Regions from separate parts of the Mus musculus genome. Here all the other regions are linked to region 4. A link is a contact called in public HiChIP or PLAC-seq and promoter capture Hi-C data. All regions are on one chromosome and are shown on one strand. Each heading gives the region's core, a stretch centred on a gene start, on an enhancer-like site or on the middle of the called end of the contact. The rest is flanking DNA. Distances are from core to core; before and after follow the strand shown. Region 1 holds the start of Phf21a (PHD finger protein 21A). Region 2 overlaps Ext2 (exostosin glycosyltransferase 2). Region 3 holds the start of Ext2 (exostosin glycosyltransferase 2). Region 4 holds the start of Prdm11 (PR domain containing 11). Region 5 holds the start of Accs (1-aminocyclopropane-1-carboxylate synthase (non-functional)). Region 6 holds the start of Alkbh3 (alkB homolog 3, alpha-ketoglutarate-dependent dioxygenase). Region 7 overlaps Ext2 (exostosin glycosyltransferase 2).

Region 1 (2,700 bases), core at 141-2,640, 860 kb before region 4:
TAATAAAATATGACAAACCGCCGGATTATACGTGGCCGATTCCCAGTGATTGCCCTGCTACACAAAGCAGAAAAGTAAATGCCATCATCCCCCTTAGAACAAAAGAACTTAGGAATAAAAAACATGGAGAGGGGGGCAGAAAGCAGCAATAAATAAAGGTGAGCGAAGGACCCCGTCCCCCGCCCCTCCCCGGAGCTAGAGTGGGACTCGGCACGGCTAATAAAGTGGTTCAAGGGTAGTTATTTGCAAAGGGGGCGGGGTGGCCGGGGATTGCATGTTGCATTCGACTTGAGCTTGCATCTTCTCCTGTTGCCTGGACCACTCGCTCCCCCATTGCAGTGCTTCCTCCTCGCTCCTGCCTCCTTTCCACCCCCACCCCTGCAAACTGCTGTTGCACTGGAGGGAGTTGGGGTTGCTCGGGAGCCCCCCAGCAGCTCTCAACGGCGGGAGGGGACCGGGGCTCGGGCCTGGCCGGGGCTGCGACGCGGCGGCGGGCCGGGAGTTTGGCGGCCGCTCGGCCCCAGCGCCGCCGCCGCCGCTGCACCGGAGTTTGGCTGCTGCTGCCCTACTTCACTCTAGTTTAGTTTCACTCACTTTACATCCGGGTTTTTTCCCTAGGCAATGGGTGCCGCAGCACACCCCGTTCCTTAGGCAAAGTGAAATAAATTCGCCGCACCGACACGTCAAGTAGTCCGCCCGCCCGAGCGCCGCCGCGGGCCCCCGCCGCCGCCCCGTGCCCCCGTGGGGGTCCCCGGCGCCTCCCGCGAGCGACGGGCTCGCACGCAGGGGCGCGGGGCGGCCCGGGACCGTCGCGGTCCAGCTCCGCCCGGCCCCCCGCCCGCCCGCCCGCTCTTCCCTCGTCCCCGCTTCCCCAGCTCCAGTCCCTCTCGCCCGGCTCTCGGGAGCGGCGGGGGCGCGCACGGCGGCGGCGGCGGGCCGGCGGGGCCGCGCGGCGGGCTCCCGCGCGGGCGAGTGTGTCTGGGCCTGGGCGGAGGGATCCCCGGGCTGAGGCGGCGGAGGTGCTGCGGCCCGGGGCCGGGTGGTGAATGGGCTGGTGGTGCTCGCTGCTGCTGCTGAGAGGAGGAGGAGGAGGATGAAGAGTTGGGCTTGTTTGTCTCCCACAGTTTCTCTCCTGCTGCTCTGATTCCTCCCTCCCCATTCCGGCCCGGGGCCTGTGTGTGTCTCTCCTGGAGGAGGAGGAGGCTCCAGTTCCTCCCCCCCACCCCCTCCTCCCCACCCCCCCTTGCCTGGGGAAGAGGAGGAAAGAAACAGCCCAGAGAGAGAGAGAGAGAGAGAGAGAGAGAAAGAGAGAGAGTGTGAGTGAGTGAGAGAGAGGAGAGGAGGAGGAGGAGGGAGAAGGGAACAACCTACCATCTTAACACACTAATATCTAAAAAGTGCGAGAGGCCCAGAGCAGCAGCAGCAGAAGCAGCAGCGGCAGCTCCAGCCTCTTCCCTCCCTCCCCATGAAGAAGAGTTCCCTCCTCCTCCTCCTCCTGCTTCTCCTGCTCAGAGTTCCTGCCTCCAGCTGCCAGGGGGGACAGCCAGCCAGCAGCAGGAGGGTGCAGTATCCCAGCTTTTTCCATTCTCTCTTTTCCTCACTCTCTCTCTCTCTCTCTCTCTCTCTCTTTTTTTCTTGAGTAGCTCTATTTCTCCTCCCTCCCCCTTCCCCCCCTCCCTCTCTCCCTCTGTCTTGTCTCTGGTGTTTGTCTCTGGGAAGGAGCAGGGGCTGCTTGCTTGGAGTTTGTTGTGGGGGGGAGGTAGGGGGAGGGGAGGGGTGTGTGGGAGGGAGGAGGGAAAGGGGGTGTTCTTGTCAGGACCCCTCAGTCAACTTGAGATTTCAGCAATAACTTCCCCTTCGGGGCGCCCCCCTGCGTGCCCTTTTCCTATTCCTCTCCCCCCCCCCTCCAGGAAAAAAAAAAAGACAATGGGAATACCTCGTCTCCCCCCTTCCTCCCCTCTGCCCTCCACCCCTCCCTAGGATAGATTGGAAGTAAGTTTATGAGCAGCCTCGGGAGCCTGGGCGCTGAGTACAGGGCCAGAGCGGGTGACAGGGGCGGCGCGTCGGGGGTGGCGGCGAGGGGGCGACACAGAGTCCCCGTGGGGGGTCGGGCTGGGGGGCCGCAGGGGCGGGGGGCGCGGGCCGAGGCCGCCCCCCGCGAGTGCCTGCGGCCAGGGGATGGCCGCCTGGGCCCCTTCCCCACCCCCACCCCCTGGGATGCTGTCGGGGGGAAGTTTTTATTATGGTTATTTAATTTTAAAAAATATTTTTTTGGGAAAACCATCTTGTTTGGTGACTGAGAGATCTGGTTTAAAAAAAAAAAAAAAAAGCTGCGGCTGCTGACGCTGCCGGGCCCGAGTGTGTGTGAGTGAGTGTGTGTTGGTGCATTTGTCTTGGGTGGCCGGAGCAGCGTTGGGGAAATTCCGCTTATTCTTCTTCTTCTGCAACTTGTTATTCCGAGGAGTCCGCCTGCACCCCTCACCCTGGGGCGGCCCTCCCGCCGTCGCCGCCGGCCGGCCGCCCCGGGACCCCGCGCGGGCCGGGGACTCGCAGGCCCCTCAGAGAGGGGCCGCGGCCGCCCCTCCCCCCCGGGCCGCGGGGGGAGGGGCGCGCGGAGTGGGACTCTTTCCGTTTGGTCCAGCCCCGCGGTGCACGCAGTTCCCAACACTTCTCGTCATCCTCTCTCTGCTCTCTTTATTC
Region 2 (2,733 bases), core at 74-2,573, 760 kb after region 4:
CACAGAACTGGTAAGAGAGGTTCACTGTGCCCAAAACATACAAACAAGACTGTATGTGCCAGGCAGGCCAGCCTATCCCATGCTACATTGACGTGCCAAATTGAAGATCCTGGGTACATGACAAAAACTTGCTTGCTCTACAGGAACCCAGTGGCCCACACAGACCACCCATCCAGAATGTAACCAGATCCTGCCTTGGAACAGGGTGCTGAAGTACAGCAGCTTTCCTAGCCTCTGAAGGCTCTATGAGAACTGTTTGTGAAGAGTTGGGGATTTTAGTACATGCCTGTAATCCTAGCACTTGGAAGGCAGAGTTGGGAGACTTGCACAAGTTCAAGGCCAGACTAGTCTGTAAAGTGAATTCCAGGCCAGCCTGAACTATAGAATAAGAACCTCTCTTAAAAGAATTATCTGTAAAGTGTGCATAGAGGCCCACACCTCTAATCCTAGCAGGTATAAAAGAAAGATTATAAACTGAAAGCCAGCCTGGACTACATAGTGAAACTCTTTCAAAAAAGTAAGGGCTACAAATGTGTAGGTCTGTGGCAGAACTTGTCTAGTGTACAAAAGGCCTTGGGTTCAATCCCAAACCCTGTAGGGGGAAAAAAAGGCAAAGAATTTCTTTAATATTTTCATTTTGATAATTAAAATAGTATATGAATAGTTTTATTTTGTTCACATTTAATGATGAATATTAATTTAAAAACATTAATACCTGCTAAGGTTTAAACATTCCTAACAAAATTTATGCTGACAATTTTATGTTTTTGTTTTTTGTTTTTCTGTTTTTTGTTTTTGTTGACAGGGTTTCTCTGTGTATCCCTGGATGTCCTAAAACTCACTCTAGACCAGGCTGGCCACTAACTCAGAGATCTGTCTGCCTCTGCCTCTGCCTCCTGAGTGCTGGGATTAAAGCCACCACTGCCTGACTCATGCTAAAATTTAACTCACACTGTGAAAAGTGAAGAAGTTGGAGACATCTGACTATGGTCTGTGGAGGTGAGACCCCTGGAAGGGGCTTACAGTTAAATGAAGCCATCAGGGTAAGGCCCTAGCTCAGTGGGTCTGCAGCTCTATAAGAAAAGAGGAAGAGGCCCAGATAGGAGAGTCTGACTCACTGTATTGTATCAAAAATAACTAAAGTGTAAAGGGTTTTCAGTTAAAAAAAAGTTGCAAAGTTAGAGAACTCAGTTTACCTACTTCAAAGTTTAGTACAAAGCCCAAGTAGCCGAGTCAGCGAGGTACTTCCACAGGACTCACACACAGACAAGGGTAGACAATCCAAAAATAAGGCCTTCTTTTACAGCCAGGTGAATCTCAACAAGGGTCTAAGAATACAGGCATGGTGCTGAGGCCACTGGGCGTGCAGGAGAATGGTTCTCACCCTACCTCACACTCAAAACACATCACAATCATAAAACCACACAAACTCTTAAAAGAAAACATCTGTAAACCTACCAGAAGCTTGATATGGCAATGGTTTCTCCTTTTAATATTGCCATTTACACCAAAAGTACAATAACCTAAGCAAAAAATCCGATCAGCTGGGGCCTGGGAGACACTGAGGCAGGAAAGAGCGTGCAGTGAAAGCACAAGGACCTGAATTCAGTACCTAGCACTCATGTGAAACGCTGTGTGGTGGCATGTGCCTGCACGCCTGCTGCTGGGGAGACAGACAAGGCATTCCAGAGGCTCCCTGGCCAGCCGGACTCTAGGACCTGGTGAACTCCAGACTCAGTGATACCCTGTCTCAAACATAAGACTCAGTGATGCCCTGTCTCAAACATAAGGTTTGCAAGCATAAGGAGAACAGGAAAGGAAGATACCTGAGTTCAGCCTCAGGCCTCCAAATACAAGTACAAATGTCACCCCTAACCTTGGAAAAAGATAGTGAGACAGAGACAGACAGAAAGGAACACAGAGAGCAAGACAGACAGATAGACAGACAGACAGACAGACAGACAGGGAGAGGGAGGGAGGGAAATTGTACTTCCTTAAAAATAGAACCTTTTGTACCTTAAAGGTCACTCACTATTAAGAAAGTAATGAGCAGCCTACAGAACAGGAGAGAATATTTGCAAATCACATACCCAACAAGGCAGCCATGCCTGGACTATATAAAAATTCTTAAAATTCTACAATAAGAAGACAATTCAATTTCAAATGAGCAAATAATATGAGCAGGCATTTTTCCAAAGTAGTCATATAAATGGCCATAAGCCTAAGAGACACTTAGCAGCACGGTCACTATGGAGACACAATGTGCAGCCCCAGTGCCCTAGGGTGGCCCAAGTCAAAGCTCAGACAATGACAGAGCTGCAAAAGACCACGAGGACTAGAAACCTTAGACAGGGTTGGTGAGCAGTGCCACAGCTTTTGAGAACTGGCCTGGTGTTTCCTCTACTAGTTACAAGAGAATTGCCACATGGCTCAGCAATGCCGCTCTCACTATAAAGCCAGGTAACTGAAAACGCAGGCTTCTACAGATTAGAAAGTCCACGGCAGTATATTCACACAGCTAAACATTAGAAATAATCACGAGCGCCATCCACTGATGGTGGGCGACTCAAGCGTGGTGCAGACACACAATGAAGCACCCATGAGGAGAAAAGTACCCATTCTGGGTGTGTCTTGTGCAAGCAAAGGATGCTCCAATCACCAACTCACTGGGCTCCCACCAGGAAGCTACTTCTAAACCATCTCCATCAAAGAAAGGGTCAGACAGAAGGCCCA
Region 3 (2,700 bases), core at 26-2,525, 780 kb after region 4:
GAAACACCTTTCTTCCAAGCTCCGGGCTATAGCCAATCCACTCAGCCCAGCATTCCAAGTCACAATTTCCTGTTGTCTTAGCCTTTTTAGAGCTGTCCTGCCCGCTGAACAGCCTGCCACCGCTACACAGGAATGCTTCTGAAAGCAAAGAAGGCAAACAGACACAAACTTACGGTGCACAGCCATGACAGGATTAGAATTAGAGTTCCAGTGTGGCTCATTACCTCCAAAAAGGGTTTCCAATATAAAGACACTGTTTGACTGACCGTGGCAGTTACATCACGGTGAATACGTTAAGTACCCAAGTGAACACTTACCCTACACATGTGCATTTAGTATGTGCTACTTCATCCTCCTGACAGCACTGTGTGACAAACTTCTGAACCTCCCTGTGGTGGAGAAAGGTCAAGAGCAAGGCTAAGAACTTCCAGGGTTCCACAACAGAACTCCAAGGCTGGGCTTCAGCGCCCAGCAGCCTGGATCCTCAGATGACTACACAGGCTCTATAGAGCAACTAGGAGGTTTAAGTCAGGGAAAGTGACTGTAATAAAAACTCAACCGTGTTTATTATTCCCGTGAATCGCCTTGAGTTCCAGAGTACACACAAAGTTCAATTACACTACTTAGAACTAATGGCTGACTTTTAAAAATTGAAATGGACCTGCCCTAGACTCAAGACAACATCCACACTCCCTAAGTGATAGGGCGCTTCCAGATTGGCACCTGATAAGTGACACCAAACCATTATTTGACTCTCAAAACTGGACACTGTTCCCAGCATCCGGAGCGCATCTCCCAACGCTCGGAGCCAGTGGTTCCTTCCTGAGCCACCCTCTCCACCGCGTCCCACCCAGAACATGCACTGGACGACACCGGTCCTGGACAGCCAAGGTGTAAGGCCTTCCTGGGAGGACTCGGGTCCCACAACGCCCGATTACAACAGGAAGCAGAGGTTCTGGACAGGAGGTCAGGCCTGGGGACCGGGGCACAGGTACAGCAGGGGCCGCGGTGCAGCGCTGCGGCGCTCCTGCAGCCCCGGGGCTCCCAGAGGCCCAGCCCCGAGGCCCACCCGGCCGCCCGCGCGCCGCGCTCACCTCGGAACCGGCCGCTTCCCGCTCGGCCCCGCGCTCCGTCACCGGCTCTTGCCGCGGGCCGCGAGCCACGGCTGTGTCGGATCGCGCGGTGACGGGAGCCCGCCGCCAGCACCAGGTACCCTGGAGCCAGCGGGGAAGCCTGCGCCGGCCTCCAGTTCCCCACGGCTGACACGGCGCGCACTGCGCATGCGAAGCGGTAGCGCCGCGCCCCCTGCTGGACAGGAGGAGTCAGCGCACGTGAGCATTCCCGTTCGGGGCAAAGGCAGAGTGACAGCCAGGCGCACCAAGCTCTGGGATAAAACTGTGGAAAAGGCAAGCATTTGGGTCAGGCGTGGTGGCTTATATCCATAATCTCAGCACAGCAGAAGGATCACTCACTAGTTCCAGGCTAGCTTAGCCATAAAGAGACAATCTACAACTCTGCAAAGCATAGTTAGGCCCCCAGGGCAATTTGGCAGTATCCATCAAGGTGTAAAAAAAAAAAAAAAACTCCCTAGCCCTGCAATTCCAACCAACCTTCTTTGTAGTTTACCCTGCAGAAAGTCTCACCACTTATTGAAACATTCACCAGCCGGGCGAGGTGGCGCACGCCTTTAATCCCAGCACTCGGGAGGCAGAGGCAGGTGGATTTCTGAGTTCGAGGCCAGCCTGGTCTACAAAGTGAGTTCCAGGACATCTCCTGGCTATACAGAGAAACCCTGTCTCGAAAAACCAAAAAAAAAAAAAAAAAAAAAAGAAGAAGAAAGAAAAGAAAGAAAGAAACATTCACCGCACTATTTCTAATACTAGCAAGAAAGTAAACTGTAGGATTATGGAACAACGGAGAAGGAGTCGTCATACCAGTCAGCAAGGTAATATCTCCAAGACAGGCTAATGAGAAGCCACAGTCCCTTAAGAAGGGACAAGCACGATCACTTTTAGTTAAAATGTGCTTGTGCAAAATCAGAAGAGAGAAAATGTGTGAGCAGATGCTTGTGTCCAGGTGTAAGTATAATATTTTTCTGGGAAAAAAATCCAGCCGGGCAATGGTGGCGCACGCCTTTTATCCCAGCACTTGGGAGGCAGAGGTAGGCGGATTTCTGAGTTCGATGCCAGCCTGGTCTACAGAATGAGTTCCAGGACAGCCAGGGCGACACATAAAAACCCTGTCTCGAAAAACAAAACAAAACAAACAAACAAACAAAAATCCAAGACGCAGTTATAAAATTTTGGAAGTAACTGGAGCGGCATGCATAGTGGCATCTGTCACAAGGCAGCAAAAAGCTGAGTGACAGTTACTGAAAGGCTAATGAGGCAACCCAGCTTGCCATTGCTGGCTGTAGTTCTTCATCTGTCCACGAGATGCGAATGCATTTTGGTCCCGATTGTACTTTAGCGCCACCTCGTGGATATTGTTACTTACAGCTTAAATACCCACAGAGATTACTGTCTGGAGACCTAGGAAGACTTTCCTCACCAACAAAGATTCCAGTATTGGGGGGTTACTATCTCTTTGTCTTAGACCTAGAGAGATTGGAATGAGAAAAATCTAGGGACAGAAGGTTCTGTCCAAATTCCTCTTCCCACATCTAACAGAATGTGTCTCTATCCCTCAAACACACACACA
Region 4 (2,742 bases), core at 201-2,700:
CAACTACAGCCCTGCAAAATCCAAAGCCCCGTGGGAAGGATCCTGAAGATGTCCTTTCCAAGAAACTAAATAAACCAGGGGGTCTGGGCCATATGCCCAGAAGGTTCCCAGCAGAGACCATACTCCGCTCCCCAGGGATGAGGGGGATATGGGACTTCTGACCCATACACCCTACACCATCAACCAAGACCTAGGAAAGTCCCTGCCTTCCTCTTCGGGGGACAGGGGTGCCACGGGAATCACACTTCATGGAAAACTATTCTGCTTCAGATAGACAAAACTCCCAAAGTTTATAGGGTTCTCAAGATGAAAAGAAGGCTCCCTTCACTGCTCGCAGTCCCCACGCACAAAGGACTGGGCGTGCTTCTTTCTGATCACTCTTAATCACAGACCACGGCTGTCCTCCACACGAAGCCATGGTCAAAAAAAACAAAAGACAGACTTTCCTTCTCTAGGTCATCAACTGATTCTAAGGGTCTGAGCTCCAACTCAGATGGGCTCAAGACACTAGCAACTTTTTGCCTTATTAGCCCAAGGCTGCTCAGTAGTCCCTGCAGCGACTTGCCTAGGGCACGCTGGCCTTGACAGAGGAAGGTCATTGGCCACCAAGTTTCTGCAGTTTCTGCATCACATAGTACCTTGGGGACCGGGAATGAGGAGGTGGGGGGTGGAGACGACACTCAGGGGCGAATTCCCGAAGAGTCCGTGCTGCAACCAAGACTTAAAATAGATAAAAGGCACGCCCTCCCTCTGCCGCCCCAGGCCCGCGGCAGGTCACAGAGAGGCATGCGGTCCCTAAGCCCCCCAGCCCGGCCCCGAAGCACCGGCGACCGGGTCCCTGCAACTAGGCCAGCGGCTGCATCCCGCCCTCGCCCCGCCCTGCCCCCTGTCTACGCGCTCTCTTTGCGAACGCCGGGCCCGAACAGCCGCTCCCATTGGCCGGCGGCCGCGTCCGTCAGCGCGCGGCGGAGCCGAGGAAAAGGCTACAGTGGAACAAGGCGGGCGAGTGCGCGGAGGAAGGAGGCGGAGGCTGGGCCGCCCGAGGCCCGCGTCGGGCGGTGGCGACGACCTGCGGGCCCGGGCCACCTTGAGACCCGCCCCGCTTCCGGTGCTCCGGTCCGTGCCCCGTCGCCTGCCTGCGCCCCCGCTCCCCAGTGTCCCCGCGCGCTCTTCGCCGCGGCCCCCGCGCCGGTTGGCGAGCCGCCCAGCGTCTTCCGAAGCCATGTTCACGTTCATGGCCACGGTGGCCACCGGGCCCACTCACCTTCGCGGGCTCCCACGCGGGGCGGCGAGCCGGGCCGGGGCCGGGGCGGCGGGACGCGGCGGGACGGGGCGGCCGCGCGCGGGGTCCCCGGCCGGGCAAAGTTTCAGCGCCAGCGGCAGCGCGGCGGCGACTCGCTGCTGCTCTCCTCCCCTGCTTTGACCACCATCTTATTAGTACAGGAAATGACATGGAAAACGGAAGAAAGCGGCGTTTGGGGCAGACGCGGACCCCCCAATTCAGGGGGCCGGAGCCGAGCCTCGCTGAGCCCCGCGTCCCCCGAGCCGGCCCCGCGCGGGAGCTCGCGCGTCCCCGCCGCGCGCCCCACGGGGAGGGCGACGCTGCGGAGGAGGAGCGGGCTGCGCCAACTTTGTGCCTGGGATACTTTCTGGGGGTCGTGCTAGAAAGTTGTGGCGTTTGCGCAAGCCCATCCGAGGGTGCCTCCTGGCTCTGCCCGGCTTCGACGTTGTCGGTCTACAACCCAATAAATAGTCAGAGGGCGATAAATGCGTTTATAATTTTAACCCTTACAGGGTCCTCTTCCGGGCCCCTTTAACCCTTTGGTTGCTCAGCCGTTTGGAAGTATCAACTGAAGTTGGGTAACATGCGTCCCATAGAACACCAAGGGAAAAGGGCCCTGGGGCCTGTGAGAAAAATTAACTATTTACGTGGGGACTAAAGGGTGAGTGTCACTTGCTGTTCAGATCAAAGTACAGTACCAAATCTGAATACAAAGCTGGAACGGGACTGTGTCCTAACTTAACTTGCCTAGTGCCTCATTGTATCCATCTGCAAAATGGCACCCAGCAAGAAAGATAGTGAAGGGATGTAGTAAGGCTGGGGTGTTTAAAGGAAGTGTGAGTGGTCAGAGGGAACCAGAACAACCCTACCCCAAGCCCTTCTTTGTAATGACCCCAAGGGGAGGCTGCTGCAGGGTGGGTTCCCTGGCCGAAGGAGGGCCTCACCTTAGGCTGGAAGTTGCCAAAAAGGATTCTACCTGAGTAAGAGATCTTGGAAGGCCTGCCCAGTGCCAGGTAGTCCAGGAAGGTCCAGATAGTCCCAAGAAGGTGTCACCTCAGGGGAGCCGATTACCCAGGGAAAGGAGCTTCCACCAGGGCGATCCCAGAGGGCTTTCCAAGGTCAAGTACTCCTGAGGATGCTTTGCTTAGGAGACCTGATGGGGGCTGGGACAGGAGGCAACTTCTCTTATTTCTCTTGACCTTGGTAACATAAACGCTTCTTCGGCTCCCTTGTCTGTCACTTGCAGTATGACCTTGAGTGTCTGTAGCTATGACCCTGTTTCCTCTTCTTGCAAAGCTGTAAAGGTCCAGCTGCCAGCTCTAGGGTGAGCCCTGAGGGTGTATGTAAAGAGCCCAGAAGCAGCTGTAATGCTATGGAAATGGCTAGGTGCTTGCTGTGTGTCCACAGTGTAGCTTTCTGAAGCACCGGGTCGTGTGTGGGATATGGATGAAGACCTGGAT
Region 5 (2,700 bases), core at 128-2,627, 800 kb after region 4:
ACTTTACTGCCTAGGCTGGTTGCGCTCTCTCTCTCTCTCTCTCTCTCTCTCTCTCTCTCTCTCTCTCTTTCCTGGTTTTCCCCTGAGGTTGCCTGATGCTGGCCTTGAACTCTTGTCCTCAGGTGATCCTCTTTTCTCAGCCTCCCTAGTAGCTGGAACTAAGATATCTGCCTCTTCTTGCAAGCTGTGTATCATCCCTTGTGTCCTTATCCAGTTAAACACTTCAACAAACACAATCTGTTGAGGACCTGTGAGCACCACACCAGGCTGGCTACATAGAAACGAAGCTAATCTACTGTGGCTTTAGCTTGCAGCATTTCTGCATTTGTTTCTCCTTTCGGCAGCCTCAGGGATCACCAACAATCTTTCCCCCTGCTTGCTCACCTCAGTTTCAGAACACCAGGCTATTTCCCAAGCAGATCACTGCTACAGTTCTGGACTTCTTGTGTGATGGGTGGATAGGAGCAGAAGGTGGTGGGAAGTGGGGGTGGGGGTGAAAGGGGAGTAGGAGTTACAAGTGCAGGCACTCCTGGATCCTGTCTCTACTCACAAAGGACACAAGGGCCGCAGAGGAGGGTCTCCTGCCTACCAAAATGTAGGAGCCTCCTAAGGATTCCTCTGTCATGCCGCACCTGCGCTCTGGTGGACCAATAACCATCTCAAAGAATAACAGTGAGGACCTGAGGGCGATAAAGCACTCATACCAAACTCTGGCTAGTGGCCAAAAGTCTAAAATATGAATCACTCTATCACAAATGCTCTCTGATTTCCCTGTCTCAAGGTACAAGTCTTACTTGGTAGATGGTTGATGGGGACACAGAAAATGCCCTCCCCTCCCGCAGTTTACTTTTGTTTTGCAAATCTTGGGGTCCTCCCCAAGGTGGCGGGACTCAGCAAAGCACACGCCTGCTCCACCGATAGCCTAGATCCGAGGAAAAACATCACCAAATGCTCGGGCTGTGGACAACGCGGTACAGACCTAAATGCAGCCAGAACCCAGCAGGAGCTCAAGGCGCTGTAGTCAATCAGGCCTAGTGATCTCACCAGCCCAACCAAGACAACAAAGACAGAATGGTCTGCAGGGCCCGCCAGGGGTTTCCGGGCCTCAGAGACTTCCAGACCTAAGGGCAGGAAGCGATCAAGAGCACCGCGGAGCGAACCCGGCCCCTTCGGTGCACTGTGGCGGATACAGCACCTACTTTGGACCTTGGGTTTTCACGCGCGCGATATTCTCCGGATCGGACTTCCGTGATACCGGAGCAGCCTGCCCCCTGGCGATCTGGCGGGAACACAGGGAAGGAGTCTGTGCCCTGACTCCTGGTCACAGAAGAGGAAGCTCCGGTCTTCAGCACTTCCCTGTCTGCCAGAAACTGGAGTCCGAACTTAGAAATGGGAAAGAAACAGAGGGGTGGAGGATCTTGGTTAAGACAAGGCCACGCCCACTCCATTCCTTCTCTCATTGGCTGAGCTCAGATACCTCTAGCTTTTCGGACACACTTGCTCAGAGCCGCTGAAACACCAATCTTCCTGGGCATTACCTAAGCATGAGATCTCCCCGCCATCTATTTGTAAAGGCTTCTCTCAAGGCCCGGAAAAAAAAGATTTACAAAAGAAATATAGAAAAGTATCGACATGTATATGTATATTCATATGGCCATGGGAACACCCAGGAATGAATAGCTCTCAAAGGGGGACTTCTTTGAATTCCAGTCTATACTAAATAGATTTTTAGAGATGTGAGGAGACAAAGGAAAAACTTCAATTCCAGGTACTAGAAAAAAATGCAAGAAAGCAACGAGAAGTTGTAAGTCGTTTTCACTGTGTGCCTGCAGAGGCATGCCAAATTGAGTGCAAATACCAAATCGAATAACTCCACCTCTTATAGTTATGCTAGGAAACAACCTCTTGTCAAACACAGACCAGGAGGCTCAGACCGATAGATAACGATCTATGCAAATATAATACTGCCACCTATAAGCCTCCCAGAGTCAGGAGCATAATCTAGGTAGTTTAACAGTGGCTATGCTCACACAGGAGACACTGCGCGCCAGTGATGGCTAAGTTGACAAGGTAGCATGCCTCCGTAGTTCCAATCTGTCACAGAAGTTGTGGTGGTTTGGATGAGAATGCCCGCCCCCAGGCTTATGTTTTTGAATATTTGGTTCCCGTTTGGTGGACTGTTTAAGAATTATAAAGTGTGCTTTTGTTGGCAAATGTGTGGCCTTTGAGGTTTCAAAAGCCACGCCCCGTCTCTTTCTCTGCCTTCCGCCTGAGGATCATGTAAGTTCTTAGCCACTGCTGCAGCACCATGCCTGCCTGTCACTGCACTCCCCTCTGGATCTGTAAGCAAGCCCCTAGGTAAATGCTCCTTTTTATAAATGTCCTTGGTATGGGTCACTCTTCCAAGAAAAACACCAAGACCTATTGAGGTGCTTACTAAGGACAGAGGAAATACAGAAGAGTAGGAGAGGAAGGTAGTTATACACACCAGCTCAAACCAACTGCTGAAGTGAGGATTGTGATCGACGTGACCGTTTCTGTCACATTGTGTTAAGACTGTGTTTGTACAGATATTTGTTTTCTTTTGTCAAATCCCTTATCATGTAATGCTAACATCAAATTAAGATAATATCAGTGGTTGTCATATTTAAGTTATGAGATACTCAAAGAATGCCCCTCAAGGGAATATTGCCACCTGTT
Region 6 (2,700 bases), core at 22-2,521, 960 kb after region 4:
TGCATTCATTCTATATCAAAAGCATATATCAAAATGTCACAGAATACCATAAATAAGAACAATGATTTGTCAACTTTAAAATTAAGTTTGAAATGAAAATCTAAAATATCCATGTACCACTTTTAAAACTACAATTTAGGAAAGACTCTATTTCTATGTTTATAACAAGCAGCAAAGGGTAAGATATGCTAATATGTATAGAGATCAGAAGGTTTAGTGACTTACAGAGACACTCAGGAAATCAATACTGATGAAAAGTTCAACTCTTGTCAGGTTCCAGCCTTGAGCTAATCAAACCCCCTATAATTTTGCCCAAAGGTTACCCTATAGCAAATACAGAATTCTTAAGGGTCAGGTCACATGTTCGGAACCTGCGAGCCACTTCTTTATGAGTCTAGGAAAGCTTCTAGCTCTCAAAGACAGTCCACTCATATGACTGCTTACACCACAGGTTCCCAGGCCTCGTCTCCTAGACCTTCCGATCCAACAGAGCTCAGGGCTCTGCTTAAATCTCCTTAGGACGTAGAAATGATGGTTTACAGGCACATACCAGTAATCCCAGCATCCAGGAGGCCTGAGCTAAATACTGAGACCCCGTCTCATCACCGACAACCCATCAAGTGCTTATCATTTACCAGGTAGGGCCTTGGAGAAGATGTCGATTCCCTCAAAAAGTTAATGACACAATCAAATCCAACTCTCCGGGCTTACCGAATGTGTGAAGGAAACCCTCGTGTATCATATTCTCGGAGACCTAAAGGCATAAGACTAGTGGGGGTCAGTGAAGGCCTCTGACCTGCTCACCTTGACGTGACTTGTTTAAGGCAAGTGGTGAACAGAAATTCCAGAGTGCTGTCTGAGACTTCCTGAGTGCTGTCAGTTCGAGGAGTCCCAGAACTTAATAGGTCCTAACAAAGGTCCCGCCACCCTGGAACTCCAAGCCTGAAAACCTTAAAAAGAACAAGGGCTCTGGCAGGTGCAGGAACTTGCTTGGAATGCACAGATCTATCCCGTCCCGCCAGCAAACCCCGTGGCAGCGGACGCCACCGTCTGACCTCAGGCCTCTCCCTCAAGCAGGAGACAGTCCCGCCCTCGAGGCTGAGGTACAGAGAAATGGCTAACAGCCTTCTGATGGCCCAGAAACGGACCCTCGGGCAGTCCTCACACGCCTGCCCCCGGCTCGCGGCCAGCAAGCCAGGAAGGAGCTGGGCGCCCCGGACCAACCTGGCTGGGCCCTGAGCAGAGGTCCCGACACGACCCTAATCAGCCGTCTGGACGCCGGGGAACCTTCAGAGTGAGGCACCAACTCCTGCAACGTCCAACCACAGGCCTCCGTTGCGCGTAGTTCCTCTTAGGTGACATACTGCCACCGCTTCCGCTTCCGGTGGGTAGCCCGGAGTCCGGGTTGCCCCGCATCCCTGGCAACTAAAGGGCCGGGTGGAGACGCTGAAGGGAATATGGTCGGAATGGGAACTGGAGTCAGGGGCACATGTGGGGATGAAGATGAGCCTCCTAGGCCTAGGTCCTCAGGAAACTAGTTCCCGAAACCAGTGCTGGCATCTTAGGTCTGTTGTGCAAAGGGCAACCGCACTCTCCCGGAACTTGTACTGATCCGGGAGTAGGGAGGACTGGGACATGCTGGGTTCTGCTATAGAATTCTCTCCTTACCTTGAAAACCATGAAGAGTCTAAGGTGCGCTTTGTTCTCAACGTAGCGCGCCCGTCTTTTCTACACAGCATTTACGCTGGGACGTGAGAGCATGCCTTATTTATCTGAGTTCCTCAGTGCTAAGGAAACTTTACTTGAGTCCACAGATCTGTCTAAATTTCATTCCAATGCCACCATTTGGGGCAAGTGCATTGCTTACTTTTTAAGTGGTCCTGTTAAGTGGGATTAAATGAGACAGCAGCGTCTGGACCACTATAGAAATCTAATAATTCACGATAGCTAAAGTGCCTTCTCACGCATCTGACCTCTTCACAAGCTTCTTTAAAGAGATCAGGTTAAGCCATGTCTCTTATAATTTGACAACTCTGACTGTAGCACCAAGTCAACTATTTTCTGTCAAATATTATTCTCTAAAATTTACCAAAACACAATCATTGTGGAGATCTTTCAAATAAGCCTGATTCTGTCAGGGTATCGGTAAAGGCTCCTTAAGAAAAATCCCCACTCGTCAAAAGAATAGAATCACCTGGCCAAAGAATGACCCCTAGGAAGGTAGGCTTACCTGAAGTAACACTAAAGAGATAAGTGGACTTATTAGTACTTTAATGAGACACTGTACTTCCTTTCTCCGATTCCCACCCTCTATCTCCGTCACTTAAGGAACATGGCCACGCCGGTTCCAAGCCTTCCTGCTTTTCTAAATTACCTAGAGAAACAACAACAAAAACTAAAAACAGCAGCAACAACAAAAACCATAGCTTACCTTTCTTGCTGTCCCTCCTGTAAGCATGCTTCTTTTAGGACTTCAGACTTTTGCCAGCATTTGATGTCCCCTTACTCTTTCTCTGATGCTTCCCTCTCTTACATGACAACGGCTGCCTTCCACTCAGTGACTGACCTCCATGCCCACTTAACACGGAATCCCCACCCCCTATTCTCTTCCTTGGGGCGGCTGTCTACAGTTTACCTGTCCTCAGATGTTTGGTGTGTTTTTCTTTTAAACTAACAAAATTGTCCTTATCCTTTCATTTG
Region 7 (2,771 bases), core at 106-2,605, 730 kb after region 4:
CCAGAGAATCTGGACACAATGATGCATGAACTCATGAGACCGTGTCTGAAGAGACACAGGGATGGATGGGGGTTGGGGGGCATCGGTGAGCAGGAAGCCTCAGAGAACCCAACACTGCCACTTCATCCTGGACTTGGGTTGCCAGGATGTGAAAAACATCTTTCTGGTGTTCAAGCCATCTGGCTTTTGCTACTTTGCTGTGGCAGCCCTAGCCGACTAACTCAGACATGAACAAGTAGATAATACATACACTAACAGACGCCCACCACCCCACCTCACCCTACCTTGAGACCACTGGATACTTCAGAACAAAGACCTCAGCCTGTACAATTCACAGTTCAGAAACTTCCTTAAACTAGGTATTTAAAAGTTATTTCAGATGATTATCACGGTTCAAAGGGTGCTTAAAAAAAAAAGAATCATAGTACTTCATAAATAAAACTTCACACTTTTTAAACCCCAGGCTTCCAATTCTTCCAATGCTTAGGTCACCGACTCAGCTTCTCTGGCCTGCTTGCTTTCTCTGCAGGAGAGAATGACAGCTACCATTCAAAAGTGGCCAGTTCAGAAGCTGACAGAAACTTGGATCACGAGCTCAGAACCACACCCAAAACACTTCTTATGACCACAGGAGGGCAGAGGGTCAAAGGCAGGTACAGTGTAGCCTTGGTACCGAACACAGACCCCGGCACACTGTCATCTTCTCTCCAAAAGACAATGCAATTATCAACAGTATGCTGTTGGATTCTGGGAAAACAAAGGGCCTTGACTGAGTGAGGTCCCTCCACCCAGGGCCTCATCGAGGCTAAAGACATCACCAGAAGAAGATGGATTTTCCACTAAATATTTTTGGAATGACAAGTTTGGTTCTTTGCCAAAGATGGTAAGCTGAAACCTTCTAATGCCTGTGCCCCAGAGCTGCCTCTAAATAGCAACATTTGGACTCCCGTTCCTTGGGCAGGAGTTACACAGGGACGGGAGGGCAGAGGTGGGAAGGCAACCTCTGTTTTTTCTGTGCTCTTGCAAGATCAAGTTGTTCCTGAAAGAGGGGGCTTGGGGGGTGCTGGGCTATCTTATGACTCCAGCTTGTATGATATGAGGCGTCAGGACAAAACATTCGAGCCCCACGGTCTTTGTGACATCAGTGACACTCCTGGACACTGAGGGCAGCTTGGGATTTGCATGTTTCTGCAGTCTTCGAAACTCTCCCAAAATAAATGCCTTGGGCAAAGTTGGGAGAAAATGGGGTAAGAGAGGGCTCTGTGATCACTCTTAGGAAATACCCCAGGGTGATGACCTCCCGTCCTGTGGGAAACAAGAACGGGTAGAGGAGGAAAGGGGGAAGCCTGAGTCATGCTTCTTGACATGTGACAGACAGGTCCTGAAATAGAAAGCCATAGGTTTCCAGTCTCAGGGGTATCACCTTCAAATATGTCAACGTTCTTAGGGTGGATCAGTTTTCCCAACTGCTGAGGCCCTGCTGTGAGGTGAGGTCCTAAGCAAAACACCAGGCCTGACTGGGAGCCTTTGAGGAGGCAGGAGCCTTGAGGAGTTCAAAGGCAAGGCCGGCCAGTGGCCTGCACCTTCAAGAGACACAGGGGTGAAAGGTTACTAAAGCAGGAGCCACTGACCAATAAAATTATGTTTGCCCAACTCTCTCAACAAAGAGGCTAGAGACTGCATTCTGCCTGCTAAGATTTCGGAGCCATCCTGCTTCCAAATCCCACTGTTATACAGATAAGGAGCTTCTTCAGGGCCCGCAGCTGACCAGCCTTCTATCCCGGCTGGCTTCATGAAAGAGCTGAAAGGTGCATTGGAAACCTTTAATCAAGGTCTGTCATCAAAAATAAACAAATAAGACTACAACTTGGGCCAACCAGCTATAAAGGAATCTGCCTGGGGTGAGATTTCCCGTGTTTGCTATGCTAAAACCAGGAGAAAGAGAGCATGTGTTTGTTTGACTAGAGAAGGTAAATATAAAACAAGCCTTATTCCAACCAGGCCCACTTGAAAGGCCTGCTCCTGTTAATTAAAATAGCGCGCATGCACGCGCGCACACATACACACACACACACACACACACACACCATGTGAACTGACTGAAAAGACAACCAAAAGCTTACTCACCCCAAAGCTACTACTACACTGGCACAGGGCCCTCTCCTGTTTTCTTTAGTGAACATCTGCAGACAGTGGTAGGGAGGTGCTCTTAGGCAGGCTCTTTCTATTGGTATAATGTGAACTCAGCAGTCAGATGATCTTACTGCCCTTTCTACTGTAACACACATTCCAAGGGGAAAAGAAGAGGAGAGTCACTGGTCTACTTGAGTAGAGCCCCAGTCCTCTATGAACTGCTGGCTGCTGGAGAGCCAGCCCCTGCTCTCTTTCTGATGAAGTCTGGGGATCCCAAAGGAAAAGCCTTCTGTCCTTGCGCCATAGCAGGATTCTGAGTAGTGTCGTGTTGGTGGCTCTCTTTTTGCCCCTACCATTTGTCACCTGAGTGAGCTATGAGCTAGGGTGACTGTAGGCTATTACACAAAGGTCTCAAGAAACCTGCCTGTGGTACATTATAGAGAGTTTTCTCATGAGTTCCAAGTGCCTAAACTATGACTCAGAAAGCTCTTCACAGTGGGGATTCTGAGCCCTCCTGCACTTTATCCTTAAAATCACTTCAGCAGCTGAGTGTTTAAGAAGCCTGAGGCCTTCTTCTCTGAAATTTCTTAGGACTCCAAAGATGATACTTGTGGCCATGTCAAAGCCAGTCTGCCCAG

Evidence for each region. Promoter capture Hi-C pulls out the DNA fragments that hold promoters and counts their contacts. HiChIP or PLAC-seq counts read pairs in DNA pulled down with a chosen protein or histone mark. Capture Hi-C pulls out chosen DNA fragments and counts their contacts.
Region 1: a promoter capture Hi-C map of pre-B cells shows a contact between it and region 4, with 2.5 times the contacts expected there. The contact joins the promoter of Phf21a here to the promoter of Prdm11 in region 4.
Region 2: a promoter capture Hi-C map of the HPC-7 cell line shows a contact between it and region 4, with 3 times the contacts expected there. The contact joins the enhancer-like site here to the promoter of Prdm11 in region 4. A contact is called at or near these places in 5 of 39 promoter capture datasets (the C10 cell line, the HPC-7 cell line, embryonic stem cells and 2 more) and 1 of 115 datasets of contacts at active chromatin or transcription factors (astrocytes).
Region 3: a contact with region 4 is called in a promoter capture Hi-C map of liver, with 4 times the contacts expected there. The contact joins the promoter of Ext2 here to the promoter of Prdm11 in region 4. A contact is called at or near these places in 2 of 39 promoter capture datasets (embryonic stem cells and pre-B cells) and 1 of 9 other capture datasets (liver).
Region 5: a contact with region 4 is called in an H3K4me3 HiChIP or PLAC-seq map of bone marrow-derived macrophages, with 4 times the contacts expected there. The contact joins the promoter of Accs here to the promoter of Prdm11 in region 4. A contact is called at or near these places in 2 of 39 promoter capture datasets (hippocampal neurons and pre-B cells), 1 of 115 datasets of contacts at active chromatin or transcription factors (bone marrow-derived macrophages) and 2 of 9 other capture datasets (adipose tissue and liver).
Region 6: a promoter capture Hi-C map of pre-B cells shows a contact between it and region 4, with 2.6 times the contacts expected there. The contact joins the promoter of Alkbh3 here to the promoter of Prdm11 in region 4. A contact is called at or near these places in 1 of 39 promoter capture datasets (pre-B cells) and 1 of 484 Hi-C or Micro-C datasets (B cells).
Region 7: a promoter capture Hi-C map of liver shows a contact between it and region 4, with 2.0 times the contacts expected there. The contact joins the enhancer-like site here to the promoter of Prdm11 in region 4. A contact is called at or near these places in 4 of 39 promoter capture datasets (cranial neural crest, hippocampal neurons, liver and 1 more) and 1 of 115 datasets of contacts at active chromatin or transcription factors (large pre-B cells).

The regions. Positions count from the first base shown.
Region 1 is chr2:92,182,792-92,185,491 of GRCm38.p6, forward strand. Phf21a (PHD finger protein 21A) reads left to right here and starts at 1,391. Exons shown (of 19, transcript NM_001362829.1): 1 at 1,391-1,561.
Region 2 is chr2:93,802,063-93,804,795 of GRCm38.p6, forward strand. All of the region lies in intron 4 of Ext2 (exostosin glycosyltransferase 2), which reads right to left. Among named protein-coding and RNA genes, the nearest start is that of Ext2, 19 kb to the right of the region's middle. Within about 2 kb of position 1,324, at least 6 of the 459 cell types and tissues checked have an H3K27ac peak or open chromatin away from gene starts, as enhancers often do. A contact at or near this core is called in the HPC-7 cell line, where this site is marked.
Region 3 is chr2:93,821,293-93,823,992 of GRCm38.p6, forward strand. It overlaps Ext2 (exostosin glycosyltransferase 2), which reads right to left and starts at 1,276. Exons shown (of 14, transcript NM_010163.3): 1 at 1,095-1,276.
Region 4 is chr2:93,044,715-93,047,456 of GRCm38.p6, forward strand. It overlaps Prdm11 (PR domain containing 11), which reads right to left and starts at 1,451. Exons shown (of 8, transcript NM_001368848.1): 1 at 1,265-1,451.
Region 5 is chr2:93,848,566-93,851,265 of GRCm38.p6, forward strand. It overlaps Accs (1-aminocyclopropane-1-carboxylate synthase (non-functional)), which reads right to left and starts at 1,378. Exons shown (of 15, transcript NM_001290782.1): 1 at 1,200-1,378.
Region 6 is chr2:94,009,459-94,012,158 of GRCm38.p6, forward strand. It overlaps Alkbh3 (alkB homolog 3, alpha-ketoglutarate-dependent dioxygenase), which reads right to left and starts at 1,272. Exons shown (of 10, transcript NM_026944.1): 1 at 1,225-1,272.
Region 7 is chr2:93,774,281-93,777,051 of GRCm38.p6, forward strand. The region is part of intron 7 of Ext2 (exostosin glycosyltransferase 2); the gene reads right to left. Among named protein-coding and RNA genes, the nearest start is that of Ext2, 47 kb to the right of the region's middle. Within about 2 kb of position 1,356, at least 81 of the 459 cell types and tissues checked have an H3K27ac peak or open chromatin away from gene starts, as enhancers often do. A contact at or near this core is called in liver, where this site is marked.